Linked DNA regions of Mus musculus: region 1 is linked to region 2. Evidence: chromatin contacts called from public HiChIP or PLAC-seq data. All regions are on one chromosome and are shown on one strand. Each heading gives the region's core, a stretch centred on a gene start, on an enhancer-like site or on the middle of the called end of the contact. The rest is flanking DNA. Distances are from core to core; before and after follow the strand shown.

Region 1 (4,274 bases), core at 1,133-3,632, 120 kb after region 2:
GTAGACCAGGGTGGCCACAAAAGTCACAGAGATCCACCTGTCTCTGCCTCTAGAGAGCATGTGCCACCATGCCTGGCTGGTTTAATTTCCAACTAGTTAAGCCCAGAGAATCTGAAGCCAATTTTTTTCTGGGAGGCTAACTTCTCCGGAGTGCCCTTTGAAGTTTAAGCTTTTTCCTCTGGTGATTTTGAAGATAATAATTAAAATATCATCATCACCATCCTACCCTCTCCCTGGCTTATCACACGTCCCACGAGATATAACAGCAGTGTTGCTGGGTGCACAGTGCTGGTAAGGTACTGTGGCAGGCACCTGTCCTGTCTCATCTCATGTGCATCGTTCAAAGACCCCGGAGGGATGGTATGGCCATCGATTTCATTTTACAAAACAAACAAAGCAGATGTGGGAAGAATGAGTATTATCTTACTCTAACAGCTATGGCTGAGATGTAAGAGCTGAGCCTCAAGCTCAGGTTCTTTTGGGACCCTAGGCCTGAAACTTTTCTCTTGTTTTGTTTCCTGGGAAGGCCCTGGACACTCTTCAAGAGGCAGGGAGTATCCCGCAGTTCTTGCGTGTCCTCGTGTCCAGTGAGCGGCACTCCTGAGCATCTTGGCCAGCAACCAACCCTCTGGGAGAGATGGTATTTCACTCTCTCTGTTGACTTGTTTTTTGTCTCTTTCTCTTTGCCAACATGAGTCAGTGCCAATGAGAGAGCCTAGCTCATGGAAGAGATGCCAATAAAACTAGCACGGGAAGATAGCCACCACCACCAATGATATTCTCTGTGTGTGACATGGCATCTAAAAAAATTCAAACAAGAGGCAACATGGAGGACCCGAGTCACAGGCTTACCCCTAGAGAGATTTCCCATTCCCAGGAGAGAAGGTGAAGCACTGAGGGAGGGCAGGCTCCTGAAGGCTGTCAAGCAAGGCTGGCTGGAAGTTCCTCCTCCTGACTTTATCTTGCTCTAGCATGAGAAGCCAGCTGGTCCCTGGACAGAGTCTGGGAAGGCAAGTTCTACCAAGCTGTGTGAAAGCCCAATCGTAGGAAATTGTAGATTGTAGGAAATGCACAAACTCAAGAATCAGACCTACTGGCTCCTGCCCTCAGTAGCCAAATAACTGTCTCAGACTCCTCGTTTGAAAGGAGAGCAGGATGCAAGAGAGAGCAAGCTTTAGGGGATTATTTGCAAAGATTGCAAGCTCGTTCTAAAAGGTGTTTACTAAAATGAAAGCTAAGTTCCCATCAATGATAATAAGCATGAGTATAAAACTCCAGCAGGAACCAATTTGTGCAGCATAAGCTGTTGGTTCGGAAGGGAGGAGCCACTCCATTACAGAAAGAAGTTTTAGAGAGCAAGTCTCTATGCAGGTGAGTACACAGAGGACTGAGTTACGGGTTATTATCTCTGTTTTATAAGTACACCTGTGGAAATAGCGTTAATCTGTCCAAAGGCAGGTGGGGGAATTTTAACTCAAGCCTTTCTGAGTTGCAAGAGATTCCACCACGTGGTATAGTTGTTTGCAAATTTCAGACCTCAAACTGGGTCCATTTTCTCTTTTAAATTTAGAGGCTGGGTGACAAGGCTGAGCAACAGGAAAAACTGTTATTCTTGGCCCAAAATAGGAGACAAAGAGATAAGCCTCCAGAGCAGTCTGTTTGGGGTTCGGTAGTTTCGGATTTATGGTAGCAGAGCGGAGGGGAGGGACAGGCTCACCTGGGAGGGTGAATATTCAGGGCTCCTCTGTGAAAGGACAAAGAATCCCAGGTATTCTGGCAGTGACCGGTGCCTGCTTTGCTATTTGCTCCTGTCAGAGCTATTCCCAGTTGCCTGGTGGCAGTTGTTAACCTTGTGGTCCTGGGGTGGGGAAGACATTTGACATGTAAATGAATTGTGATGGTGTCTCTCCCTACTCTGGCAGCCATGTTAGGGCTAACTGGCTCACAGGCATCCTGTCCTCAAAGAAAATAAATAGGTCTAGGTATCCTTAGGTAGGAAGTCCAGGCAGCTGGGGACTGGGGCAGGGTAGCTTAGTGTTCCAGGTCCTAGGCCATATATATTTTCATGAGTGCCCTGCATAGCATCATTGTGCTTTGCAACCTCCCTTGGAATAAGGAAATGTGAGAGCTAAAGTTACGTTTCAGGTTTAACGTATTGTGCTTCAGCAATCCATAAAACAAAAGAGCCTTTAACCTGCAAACCCCACTTGCCCAAGGACAGATGACTTTCTGGAATGCTGGAGGCTGCTCTTATAAGATAACAAAGCCACCTGTTTTCACCTCTATAAACAAGGTTGGTTGTCTCAACAACACAGGATGTGCTTGATCACACACAGGCGGTAGATGTGAACGCAGGAAGTACATCAGAATGTATGCTTGGCCCAATTGGACAGAGGCAGGAAGTACGTAGCCTTGTGGGGTTTGCCTGCATAAGCACCTGACTAACATAATTCTCAGCCATTCTCTGGGAATGGACCTGGCTAGTGTCCATGTTCCTGGCTGGTATTTAATAAAGCTTGCTACGAATTTGGCTCAAAAAATTGTGGTAGAGGCTTTATTCTCAACTAGTGGTATTAACAAGCTACTTTGTATGAAAGTAGATACTTCAAATGCTTCATTTACTTTACAGAGACTGGGCAGGGATGGGGCCAGAGAAGGAGAGGGGAGGAAGGTGGGAAGACAGAAATAGAGCAGGAGAGCTAGGTGATACCTAGGAGAGAAACTCTAGTGTGTTAGCATTCCTTCTAGGCTCCACCCCACAGTTCCTTGGCAACAGGTATGCCTGACTCACTATAAAAGGGCGGTTTGGCCCCTCCTCTCTCTTTTGCTCTTTTGCTTTCTTGCTCTCTTATCCTCTTCCTCTCTGTCCCTCCTCTCCCCATCCCCCCCCCCAACCCCCACGTGCTCATGGCCAGCCTCTTCTCCACTCCACTCCCCACGCCGTAAATAAACTCTATTCCATACTATACCTGTCACATGGCTGGTACCTCAGGGGGAAGGGATGCCTCAGAACAGGTTCGCAGAGGCAATCCATCCCCTGCACCATACCACACTTCTACCAAACCTATCCCTGGCTTCCTTTTCTTTTTATAAAATACTACACAGTGGACATGATAGACAATGGCCACCTGAATTCTCACATGGTAGGTTGGCTTTCTCTCCTGCCACTCCTATGCCCCATCCTTCTCCCCCGAGTCATAACAATTCTGTCTCCTTTTTCCCAGTTCCTAGCCTGCACAAATCTAAAGGTCCTGCCCTGTTTCTCTTTGCTTCACCATTGGCTGCTGGCATCTTTATTGATCAATCGAAACCAACTTGGGACAAGGGCCTTCAGTGTTTGGACATGCAGATTCCCAACTAATCAAAGCCTTAGAACCAATCCCCAACGAGGGACCTTGGTTTTTATGTGAAAGTGTATAAAAATGGTCTATATTGACCCATTTAGCAAGACTAAAGAGTCCATTTGTTTTTCTCTCCCATCACTAGTACATCTCACCATGATATAATCAGGATTTAATACCAATACAGTCAAAAGAAAGGGTGTTTTTATCAATATAATGGTGGTATATATTGTCCTCTTATTGTCACCTATGTGTCTACTCTCACTACATCCTTGACTCTTGACAGCTGTTATTTTTCTCTTTATTTATATAATTGTATCATTTCTAGAATGTTCTCTAAGTGGCACCGCCCAACTTCTCTGCATCCTCACCAGCGTTTAGTGCTCTCACGATTTTTGCTTTAGTCATCCTGATAGGTGTGCCAAGACTTCTCTATGTGGTTTTAATGTGTTCACTTCTAGTGGCTTATTGTGTTGAATATCTATCTATTCATGTTTTATTTGCTATTGAATATTGTCCTTGGTAAAATGACTGTCCATAGAGTTTGTCTATTTTCTAACTGTATTGTTCACTCAGAGTTTCGAGAATTTAAAAATTTTTTTATTCTAGATTCTAGTCTTTGGTTAGATATTTAGTTTGCATGTATTTCCTCACTCTATAGTTTGACTTTCTGCCCTCTATAAGGAAATTAAAACAATTTTAACAAAACCAATTTTTCTTTTCTTTGTTTTTACTTTCATCATCAAGAGAGAGTTGTGATATGCACGGTGGCACACACCTGTAATCCTAGCATTAGGGGTGCTAAGGCAGGAGAATGGAGAATTTGAACCTAGCGTGGGTTATACAGTGGACGTAAGAATTCAGGATAAGCCTGGACTACATAATAGGGAGCCTCTGTGTATGGGGGGTGGACCCTAACATATCATATATGGC
Region 2 (4,291 bases), core at 1,478-3,977:
GTACACGTGAGAAGTGGCTACAAAGGCCATTTTCCCTCATGTCCCTGCCTGGCTGCTGCTGAGCTGGCTGAGGTCAGCTCCCCTCTGTTGGATTGCTTTTGCCTAAGGTGTGGGGCTGTGTGTCCAGTGCTTTTATTGTTCCACTGACGTGCATGAATGCAGCTGCTCTGCCCACACTCACCATCTTGATGACAGTTTTGAGTAGAATGAGTCTTCCCACTTGACACAATGTCATTCTATGTCCCAGATTGGCCTTGAACTTCTCCTGAAGTCCCAGGCTGCCTTGGCCTTGCAGTTCCTCTTCTCACACTTCGGTCTCACAGATGCTGGGATTTAAGTGTGCACCACCATGCCTGGCTCCACTTCATTCCTTCCTGAAGCTGTTTTAGCTGTTCTCATTTTTGTTGTATTTCCATGTAGTTCTAGAATGGTTGTATCTTTATTTGTATAAAATTCTACTAAGATTTTGGTAGAGATTGTGCCAACTTAAAGAGAATTTTATAACTTGTTAATGTACATCTCAAATCCTACCACTTTGTTGAAACCAGTTATTACTTCTGTGACTTAGTTGTAGATTAACATTTCTAATATGGAAATCTTGGTTAGATTTTTTTTTCCTTTCTGATCCAAATGCCTCTCACTTTTTTCTTGCTTCAGTACATTGTCTTAACCTCTGACAACACATCAAGATGAAGGAGTTTTCTACCCTTCTTCTTTTTCTGAATTTATATTCTTAAGGGTATTGCACATTTTTAAAAAATTATTTTCTGCATCATTGATATGACCATGTGTTCTTTTTCATAGCTTACTAGCATTACGACATTAATTGACTTTTAATTAGTGAATAAGGCTTGTGTCCCTGAAATAGTTCCTACTTGTTACGTAATTATTCTCATATGTTGATGAATTTTTTAGCCTTTCTTTCCCCAGATGGGGTTTCTTTGTGTAACAGAGACCTGGCACAGATGTGAACAAATTCAGAGACCCACAGCCAGACACACACACACACACATACACAGAGAGACAGACAGACCTTGGAGGGCTCAACTCTAAATGGGACTCCTCCATCAAATTCCTCCCCTCATAGCTCAAGGAACCTTGAGGAAAAGAAAGCAAGAAGACTATAAGAGCCAGAGGGAGGGAGGAAACCAAGAGAACACGGCCCTCTGAATCAACTGAACAAGGTGTGTATGAACTCACAGAGACTGAAGCAGCAAGGAGTGAGTCTATAAGGGCCTGCACCAGATCCTCTGCACATACATGTCATAGCTTTCATTGTAGCATTTTCATGGGACCCCTGAGTGTGGGGACGAGTGGGTCGCTGATCTCTGCGCCTGCTCTTGGGACTCTTTTCCTCCTGTGGCATTGCCTTGTCCAGCCTTGATGAGATGGTGTTTGTCTTGTATTTTATCATGTTTGGTTGTCTCTAGTAGCCTGGCCTTGTCTAATGAGAGACAGAAAAGGAGTAGGTCTGGGGCAGAGAGGAGGTGGGGAGGGACTGGGAGGAGTAGAGGGAGGGAAAACTATGGTCAATATAGTGTATGAGAAAATATTTTCAATAAAAAATTTTTAAAAATATTCATGGATGTTTTAATGGCAGTTTGATGCCATGTTGGTAAATCCCTCCACTATGTCCCTATCACCTCTTCAGCCAAGAAAGTGTGTTACCACCCTCCCCAGTTTTGCCGTATTGCATTAGTGTGTACTTGTGGTCTGCTAGGTTGGGATTTTAGTTTATTAGGGCTCTCATCTTGGTAAGACTACTGATGCCTTTTCTTTCACAGGCTTCATAACATCCGCCATTTTGGAAGCTAGCCAGCAGAAGTTTCCAGCTCGGTTTCAGTGTTATTTCTTTGTATCTTACAACCAATATTTGTATCTTCAGCAAAAGGGTCTTATTATCTAGTTCTGTTGGGTATCCAAGAGGAATGGCAAGTATTTATATCATTTCAGGGGGCCTCTGGGACTTCCCTAGTCAGCAGTCCATAAGGACATACCTGGCACTGAAATTTTTGTTTAATAAAAACTATGGCTTCTAGGAACAGCTCATGGTTCAAATCCTGCAAGTCCCCTGGAGTTCCCACTTAATGAACCTTAAACACTATGTCAGAGCCCCACCATACCTGAATTGTACTACTGTAAGGAGCTGGGTTGCCTTATCTTACAACCCTTTAACTACCTTAGACCGAGTAACCCAATGTAAGTTTTCACCTTCCAATTTAATTCCTGCCAAAATGTTTACTGTTCCTTTTATGTTGATTCCAATTGGTTTTAACTTGCCCATTTTTACCATGTGATCTTATTTCCTTTATTTGAAGCAAGCCCATTTGTATTTAAATGATTCAATCTACTACTTGTGAAAGTATTTGACCTTGAAGGTAGCAGAGGATTTTGTTCTCGTTTTATGGGCTCCCCTTGTTATCATTTCACTACTTTATTCGGAGAGATGCTCTCTTCTAACTGCTCTTCCGCTCATTGGCTGCACAGACTTTAAGGGGTGGGGCATCCTCTGCCCTCCGTACTCAGCCAGCATCAGAATGGCACAGGTTTATTCTTGGCTTCCGGCTTCAGCACATCCAGCTCGGGATCCAGCACCTTTCCTTCCTACGTAAGCAGGTAGCATGAGGAGGGCCCCCCTGATGCAAGGCAAGAAACCCAACTTGGGTTCCCTGTCTCAGTTTTGTAAGACTACAAGAAAAGGGGCTGTGCTGAGTTTAGAGAAGGCTCTAATTAGCGACTTAGTAACTATGTTACCTCTGCTTGGTCTTTGCTCTCTTGACTCTCAGCTTCACCCTTCTAGATACATTTTCCAGTGGAGAAAGGAGAGCTGCCAACTGTAGGTGGTTCACTAGCAGAAGGGTGTTTTTCTCCAGTTCTAGCCCTAAAACAATCCCAGGGAAGCACTCTGTAGCTTAAGCCAATTATGGTTCCTAACTAAATTACTGTGGCTTGGGAATTAAAAAGCTGTGGCTGCTTTTGCTAAGATCTGAGCTTTATTGGGTTCTATAGGAACTTGCTAGTAAAATGGCTAGGAAATCCCTTTAAAAGGAGAGTGGGTATAGTCACAGGAAAGAGCAAGGTTAAATAAAAAATATCTGCTATTGTATGCGTTATGAGAAAGACATCTGAAAAGAAGCTTTTAAACAAACCAGGTGAGAAACGCGATGCGTGGAGATGACAGTGAGACATTTAAGAGGTGACATTCATGGAGCTGTAAGCAAGCTGTTTTAAAATGCAGCCTCTGTACAAGCACTAGCCAGTTAAGACACTCAGCTTTGTTTGACCCATTTGTCCTTTGCTTCCTGGGACCCCATTTTGTTTGATTTTATTGCTGCATGCATGTGCTTCATTTACACAGTTGCTGCCATTTGTTCAGTCATCTGGACATTTTCTGTCGAGGATGGAGGAGAGGACACGTGGTTACTGACTCTTTGTGTTCTAAGCTGTTAAACACAAAACTGCCTTCTTAAACGCTCCTGTGACCTATCACCACACATAAGCAAGTGCTCATAAAAAGGCGGTGTCCATGGATCTTGAGCAGACTGGATAGCAGACATGGGAGCAGTGACTCCATATGACCTAAACTAGGGAGGAATTTTCAGATAGGAATCAGACCTGAGTGTGACTGTCCTTGACAGCAGTGATTACCGTAACCGGGACCATAGCACCCTACGTGCTTGTCTGTAAGTAGAATTGTGGTTCAAACGATCCGTCCCACTTGAAAACATAGCTTAATAGGATTCTAGATGGATAGTACAGATTTATAATAGATACAGACTTTAGATTTCTGTTTATATTGGCTAGTGCAATACTGCCTCACACTTCCATCAAAATACAGTGTTACAATGTGTAAACTTTGTGTGACATGACATTCCTTTGTTAGGTTTACTTGTGCCTTTAAGTGTGTTGACATTTGCACAAGGCAGGAGCCTGGTGAACATTGTAGTGCTTTGGAATAGATCAAGTGAAATGCCAAGTCATACTAGTGTGTATTGTACGTTAAACTGTCATGCTCTTGTGTGGAGAAAAGGGATAGATAGAACGGAGTACTGTGGGTCATCTGAACACTTATGAGAAGAAATGGGAAGGACACAGGAACAACTTTTGTTCCAGAAGTGTCTAGGGAAACTCACACCTATACAGCTATTCAAACTGCGAGCTCTGCTGAGGTCAACTACATGCATTTTTTTGTCATTCAATAACACTTTCATGCCGGAGTAATCTTTTTGCACACTGTAGATGTGTCTCTGTCCTTCCTTGCCTGCCTAAGGGCACTTTCTGAATTGTTTAA

The links. HiChIP or PLAC-seq counts read pairs in DNA pulled down with a chosen protein or histone mark.
Region 1: a contact with region 2 is called in an H3K27ac HiChIP or PLAC-seq map of embryonic stem cells, with 8 read pairs. The contact joins two enhancer-like sites. A contact is called at or near these places in 5 of 484 Hi-C or Micro-C datasets (embryonic stem cells, hematopoietic stem and progenitor cells, liver and 1 more), 3 of 115 datasets of contacts at active chromatin or transcription factors (all in embryonic stem cells) and 1 of 9 other capture datasets (adipose tissue).

Annotation. Positions count from the first base shown.
Region 1 is chr1:164,492,564-164,496,837 of GRCm38.p6, forward strand. No RefSeq gene overlaps it. Among named protein-coding and RNA genes, the nearest start is that of Gm26685, 8.6 kb to the right of the region's middle. Within about 2 kb of position 2,383, at least 50 of the 459 cell types and tissues checked have an H3K27ac peak or open chromatin away from gene starts, as enhancers often do. A contact at or near this core is called in embryonic stem cells, where this site is marked.
Region 2 is chr1:164,370,719-164,375,009 of GRCm38.p6, forward strand. All of the region lies in intron 9 of Nme7 (NME/NM23 family member 7), which reads left to right. Among named protein-coding and RNA genes, the nearest start is that of Gm39690, 46 kb to the right of the region's middle. Within about 2 kb of position 2,728, at least 18 of the 459 cell types and tissues checked have an H3K27ac peak or open chromatin away from gene starts, as enhancers often do. A contact at or near this core is called in embryonic stem cells, where this site is marked.